Linked DNA regions of Sus scrofa: region 2 is linked to region 1. The links are chromatin contacts, called in public HiChIP or PLAC-seq maps. All regions are on one chromosome and are shown on one strand. Each heading gives the region's core, a stretch centred on a gene start, on an enhancer-like site or on the middle of the called end of the contact. The rest is flanking DNA. Distances are from core to core; before and after follow the strand shown. Region 1 holds the start of STARD3 (StAR related lipid transfer domain containing 3). Region 2 holds the start of RPL23 (ribosomal protein L23).

What was found. HiChIP or PLAC-seq counts read pairs in DNA pulled down with a chosen protein or histone mark.
Region 2: an H3K27ac HiChIP or PLAC-seq map of alveolar macrophages shows a contact between it and region 1. The contact joins the promoter of RPL23 here to the promoter of STARD3 in region 1. A contact is called at or near these places in 1 of 47 Hi-C or Micro-C datasets (liver) and 1 of 2 datasets of contacts at active chromatin or transcription factors (alveolar macrophages).

The regions. Positions count from the first base shown.
Region 1 is chr12:22,679,257-22,682,019 of Sscrofa11.1, reverse strand. It overlaps STARD3 (StAR related lipid transfer domain containing 3), which reads left to right and starts at 1,335. Exons shown (of 15, transcript NM_001143725.1): 1 at 1,335-1,384. It overlaps PPP1R1B (protein phosphatase 1 regulatory subunit 1B), which reads left to right. Exons shown (of 6, transcript XM_021067047.1): 6 at 1-776. The coding sequence ends at 39.
Region 2 is chr12:23,278,711-23,281,410 of Sscrofa11.1, reverse strand. RPL23 (ribosomal protein L23) reads right to left here and starts at 1,446. Exons shown (of 5, transcript NM_001129955.1): 1 at 1,408-1,446; 2 at 748-831; 3 at 321-449. The coding sequence starts at 1,420.

The DNA of each region.
Region 1 (2,763 bases), core at 86-2,585:
GAGCCACAGCGCCCTGCCCACCCTGAGCCTGGCACATAGGTACCAAGCCCTGCATCTCCCAGATGGAAGTGGAGAGGGCATTGCTGTTCCTCAGAAACCCACCCCATCCCTACCCTATTTTGTACCTTTCTCAATTGCTAGGGCTGCGGCTTCTAGAAGACTAAGGCTGGTCTGTGTTTGCTTATCTGCCCACCTTTGGCTGATGCTCAGAGTCCCTGGGCACTTGCTGCCTGATGCCTACCCCTGCCAGTCATTCCCCCATTCACTGGGTGGGAGCTGGGGTGTGAGAGTCTGCATTGGAAAACTCAGTAAATGGGGGACAAAGGTTCATCCTTCACAATTCTACTCCCCAGACCCTCTCCCCTGGGCATAGGAAACCCACAGGGCAGGACCCTAAGATCTGGGGAAAGAGGGTACTGAGAACTTGTAAGTGCCCACAGATCCTTCTCCATCCCCTGGGAATTCCTTCTCACTGGCGTCTACCAGGGCCCAGGATTCAGGCATCCTTTCCACAGCCTCCACATTTTGGAAATCTTCCCCTTATCACCTGCTCCCCAGCCTGGGTGCCTGGAAGATGGACTGGCAGAGGCTGCTTTGTTGCCTTTTGTTTGTGCTTTGATGCCAGGAATGCCGCCTAGTGTAAGTCCTTGGGAGGAGGGGCAAACAGTGGGGGATCTAGGCTCTCCTTGTCCTCCAGCTGCTCTGTCCTCTTCCCTTCTTCCCTGACTCCAGGCCTGAACCGCTCCCCTGCTGTAATAAATCTTTGTAAATACCTGTGCTGAGACTTCTCTTTCAGGGAAAAGGAGAGGGAGGAGGAGGTTCACTATGTGGTAGTCATCCAAGGGTCAGGTCCTTGACCGTAATGTCCAGTCCTCTAGTTTGCAGCCTTGACTGCAGCCAAGTTCCAAGCCCTCTTAGGAAGGACCACAGACATTCTAGATCCTGCTAGGGAGGTGGAAAGAGGTGGGGCGGGGGCGGGGGCGGGGTGGAGAGAAGAGGGGTGCTTCAAGAGTAACTGGATTCCTCGTCCTCCAGGCCCGCAGGCCTCCCCTCAGGAAGCTCCCCTTTTTTCTCCAGAGTGCTAGGCCTCTGTGGCCCAATAAGCACGAAACCCCTGGGCTTCTAATTCCTCTTTTCAAGCCTAACTTTAGCAGCAGCCCCCATTTCCCGCCCTTGTGGGCGGGGCCTGAGGGCTTGGGGGCGGGGTTGGGAGAGGGGGCGGTGCCTCGGGCCTAGTACCTCCCGGTTCGCTCCCGGGGGCGGACTCAGTGGCGGAAGTGGCGCCGAGAGGAGATCCCCTTCCGCTCGGAGGCGCCGCCGAAGCTTCGGAGCCAGATTGCGGCTGGGGCTGGGAAGAGCCGGAGCCGTGGCTGACATGGTGCAGGTGGGTCCGCGAGAGGTCACTGGGACCGGGTGGTGGTACGAGGGCTACGTCTCGCCGATGGATCCTGGCTCCCTAGCCGGTGTCCGTTCGTGGTTCGGTCCGACCCTTCCCACACCCTCCGCGCTCCAGGTTCCGCCCCCTTCCTATGCTCGGCCTCGCTCCACTCAGCGCGGGGTTGGAGGGTCGTCTGCGTTGACCCTCTACGGCCCCGCCTACTCGAGAGAGCCTTGGAAAGGCGTCCCGGATCGCCCTCCAAAGCCTCTCACGTTGCTGTGAGGGAAGAAGCAAGGGGAAGGTATCAGGGTATTAAAGGTCAGGATCTGGGGAGGGGTCAGGATCTGAGAATGAGGAGGAAAATATTTCCAAGTTCCTGGAGGTCAATGTCTCACCGTCATCCGGTCTCCCTCAACTTCCTTTGGAAACGACAGTGAATGACTTCCCAGTTGACATTATAAGGGCCCTTTAACGTATCTTTCTTGAGTTCTTAGAGGAGCATAACACCAGTGACATAAATTCTCAATTGCAGTAGTGAACACGTACCCATCACCCTCTTTTTTGGCTTCCACCGCGTCGGCATCCCCTTATTTTCCTCCTGCTCTTCTGACTGTAGAAGCACGGTTTCACATTCATCTCTCTTGCTCAGCCAGCCTCTTAACTCTGGATCTGGATGGTCTCATCCACTCTCATGGTTTCAGCTTTACACCACCTACATACCCCAGTCGTGTCCAGATCTACCTTTTCACCGAAGCCTCTCCCTGGAGCCTCAGTTGGCCTTAGGCTACTAGTTGGACAGCTCCACTTCAGCTGGAATTCACTCTGTCTAAACTTGAACTGCTCTTTTCCCCTGCAGATTCCTTCTTTCTCTGCCACCCCATCTCAGCCAGAAACCTAATAATTATCATATATTTCTCCCTCAACTCCCATATCTAAGAGGTGACTTAGTCCAGCTGACTTCCTGAACATGCTTCACATCTAGTCCTGTGCCTCCCTCTCTTCTGTGACCACTCTCGTTGATGTGTTTCTCACCAGGATGACCACAGTGGCTTTCCAGCAACTTCCAGTCATGGCTGCCTGCAGCTCAGTCTCCAAACTGCAATTCTTCTCATCCTTGAAAAACACAATTCATAGTATCACTTCCTTGTCGAAAACCCTTGGATGCTTTCCCATTGCCTATGGGAAAGGCTGCATCTTTAGCACAATTTACAGAGCTCTCTCTGATCTGACGCCTTCCCCGCCAGTCTTCCTGTGTGTATCCTAAGGTCCGACAGGGCACTGCAGGACATGCTTACCCACACCTTGCTGCTTTGTGTCTCTGTGCCTTTGCACGCACCAGCCCCGCTGCCTGGAGAGCCCCTTCTCCTCTTATTGGCTGGGCTGCC
Region 2 (2,700 bases), core at 197-2,696, 600 kb before region 1:
GGCCCTAAAAAGCAAAAAAAAAAAAAAAAAAAAAAAAAATTTAAAGATAGGCTTTGGCTTCAGTGTAGCAAACAAATTTAAGCAGTAAGGGAGGAAGCTAAGATTAGAGAATGATGTCTAAAGACAGCAGGAACAGAATTTAAATTGCAGGTATTTATCTTACAATGTCTTTCAAAGGAAATCAAGCATTAAGAGGCCCTGAGAGGTTAAAAAACAAAACAAAACAAAACACACACCAAACTATTGCTTCATTCTCCAATAAAGGGAGAAGTGGTTCAACGGTCCAGAAACCATAAGGAAGATTTGGTCTGTCTACTCACCCTTCTTTCTGAGCTCTGGTTTCCCTTTCTTGACTGTGGCCATCACCATGTCACCCACACCAGCAGCAGGAAGTCTATTCAATCGTCCCTTGATCCCCTTCACAGAAATGATATAGAGGTTTTTGGCTCCTACGAAAGGATGTAAACAAAAATGGTCTTTTTGAAGGGCCGATTAGGCAGTCCTGCATTTCCGACACTTCCAAGGCCTCTCTCTCCACTCACACCCCCAAGCGGTTCCACTCCCCCACCAGGTGAAATAGTTTGTCACACCACCGATTGAAGCAAAACAGCACAACTTGCTGCCGCTTCACCCAAAAGTGGTGTTTTTACTGTGCCCTTTCTTGGCGGCTCAGAAGGTCACGAGCAAAAGGCCCTCTGAGTGCTTTTAGAAAGGGGAATTTGGCAGGGTTGCAGCTTAAGATCTCACCCGTGTTATCAGCACAGTTGATCACTGCTCCAACCGGAAGACCCAAGGAAATCCGGAACTTAGCACCAGAGGACCCACCACGTCCTGTTAGTAGGGCGACAGAAGAGAGATCACTGTCCAGTCATGGTTCGGAGTTCCCTTCGCATTCTCAAGCTATGAATTCATTCGCATGTGTTTTGGGAAACGGTACACTATAGATTCGATTTCTCTAGGATTCCACTTACCCCCTCTCCAATGCCACTCAGTTCTCAGGGCAAATATCCAATTCCTCCCTCCTACAACCTCACATTGAGATTAGGGGGCCTGGACGACACAATTCCCGATCCAACTTTTGTACCACGCAGTTCTTCCTCCAAGGCGGGAGACCGCACACAAGTCGCCCGCTCTGCGGCTTAAGCTAGCCTGACTCCAACACCATTACTGCAGTGCTAGGCGCAGGGCAACCTCCCGGGGGATTCACGACTAGAATCACGACTGGATCCTGCCAACTCAATCCTCCAGGCCCCTCCGCCATTTCGGGGACTGTCCTGGTGCCCATCCACTCCCTCTCCGCCCCAAAGGAAAGCAGAGTGCCCCAGCTGCCCGTCGCCGCAGCTCCGGGTGAGGCCAGCAGCCACTTCGCGACAGATGGCGAAGGATCTCCCCAAGCCAAAGCCTCACCTCGCTTCGACATCTTGATGGCCCGACAAGGACGAAAAGGAAGTAAGAACAAAGGACCTTGGGATATGAAGCCGACGCCCCGCCCATTCAGGTCACGTGATCCAGAGTTGCCGTGTCCGCCCCTTCCCCGGGGCGTTCTCTTATTACGTCATAAATCGTGGACGTTGCCGTCTCTCGCTTCGAAGTGGGCAGTGGAATCTTTGAAGGCTACAGAAGAGAAAGAGTGCTTGAGTACCTACTGTACGAGTTGGAAAGTAGTTGTTGGGGACACAGAAACATTGGTTTAATTTATCGGACAACCTCTTCTGAGCACTAAGTGTGTACCAGGGATTTCGATGGACGCTAGAGGTTCAGAAATGATTAAAACATCCGTGCTGTATAAGGGCCCCCAAAAAACATGTGGCGGGGGGGGCGGAGTGAGAAAGAGCTCGAAATAGTTTCATTAGGATGTGATATAACTGAGAAGTGCCATTCCAGCGCTACAGATAATTCCTTATATGTGTGCTTGGTCCCACATTCATCTATATTTTAGAGTCTTGTTTTACTCATTACTCTTTTCATTGTTTGTCTTTCCCATTCTTCAAAGGAGCTCTGTTGATATAGTCATTCAAATATTTATTGAATGACTATTTTATGCCAGATACTGTCTTGGACATACACTAGACTACGTCAAAGGAAACAGATCTCTCTCTCTCTCTCTCTCTCTCTCTCTCTATATATATATATATATATATTTTTTTTTTTTTTTTTTTCTTTTTGCCTTTTCCAGGGCTGCTCCCATGGCACATGGAGGCTCCCAGGCCAGGGGTCCAATCAAAGATGTTGCCGCTGGCCTACGCCAGAGCTACAGCAACGCGGGATCTGAGCCGCGTCTGCAACCCACACCACAACTCACGGCAATGCCGGATCTTCAACCCACTGAGCAAGGCCCGAAACCTCATGGTTCCTAGTCCGATTCACCAACCACTGCGCCAAAATGGGAACTCCCAGATCAATATTCTTGACCTTAGGAAGCTTACATTCTGCCAGGGTGGCAGTGAAAGTGGATATTAGATACTAAATCATAGATGTAATAATTGCACTATATAGTATGTTAGATGGTTTAAGTATTATGAAAATAAAAGTAGAAAAGGGGGATCTGGGAGTGGGAGGAGGGGCAGACTGCAATTCAAAATCAGTGGGGGCTTCATGGAAGAAGTGTGACCTTAGTGCAAAGGTTTTAAGCTGAGGGACAATATGATTGTCTAGAGAAGAGCAATCCAGATAGAGTCATCAGCCAATGAAAGGCCCTAA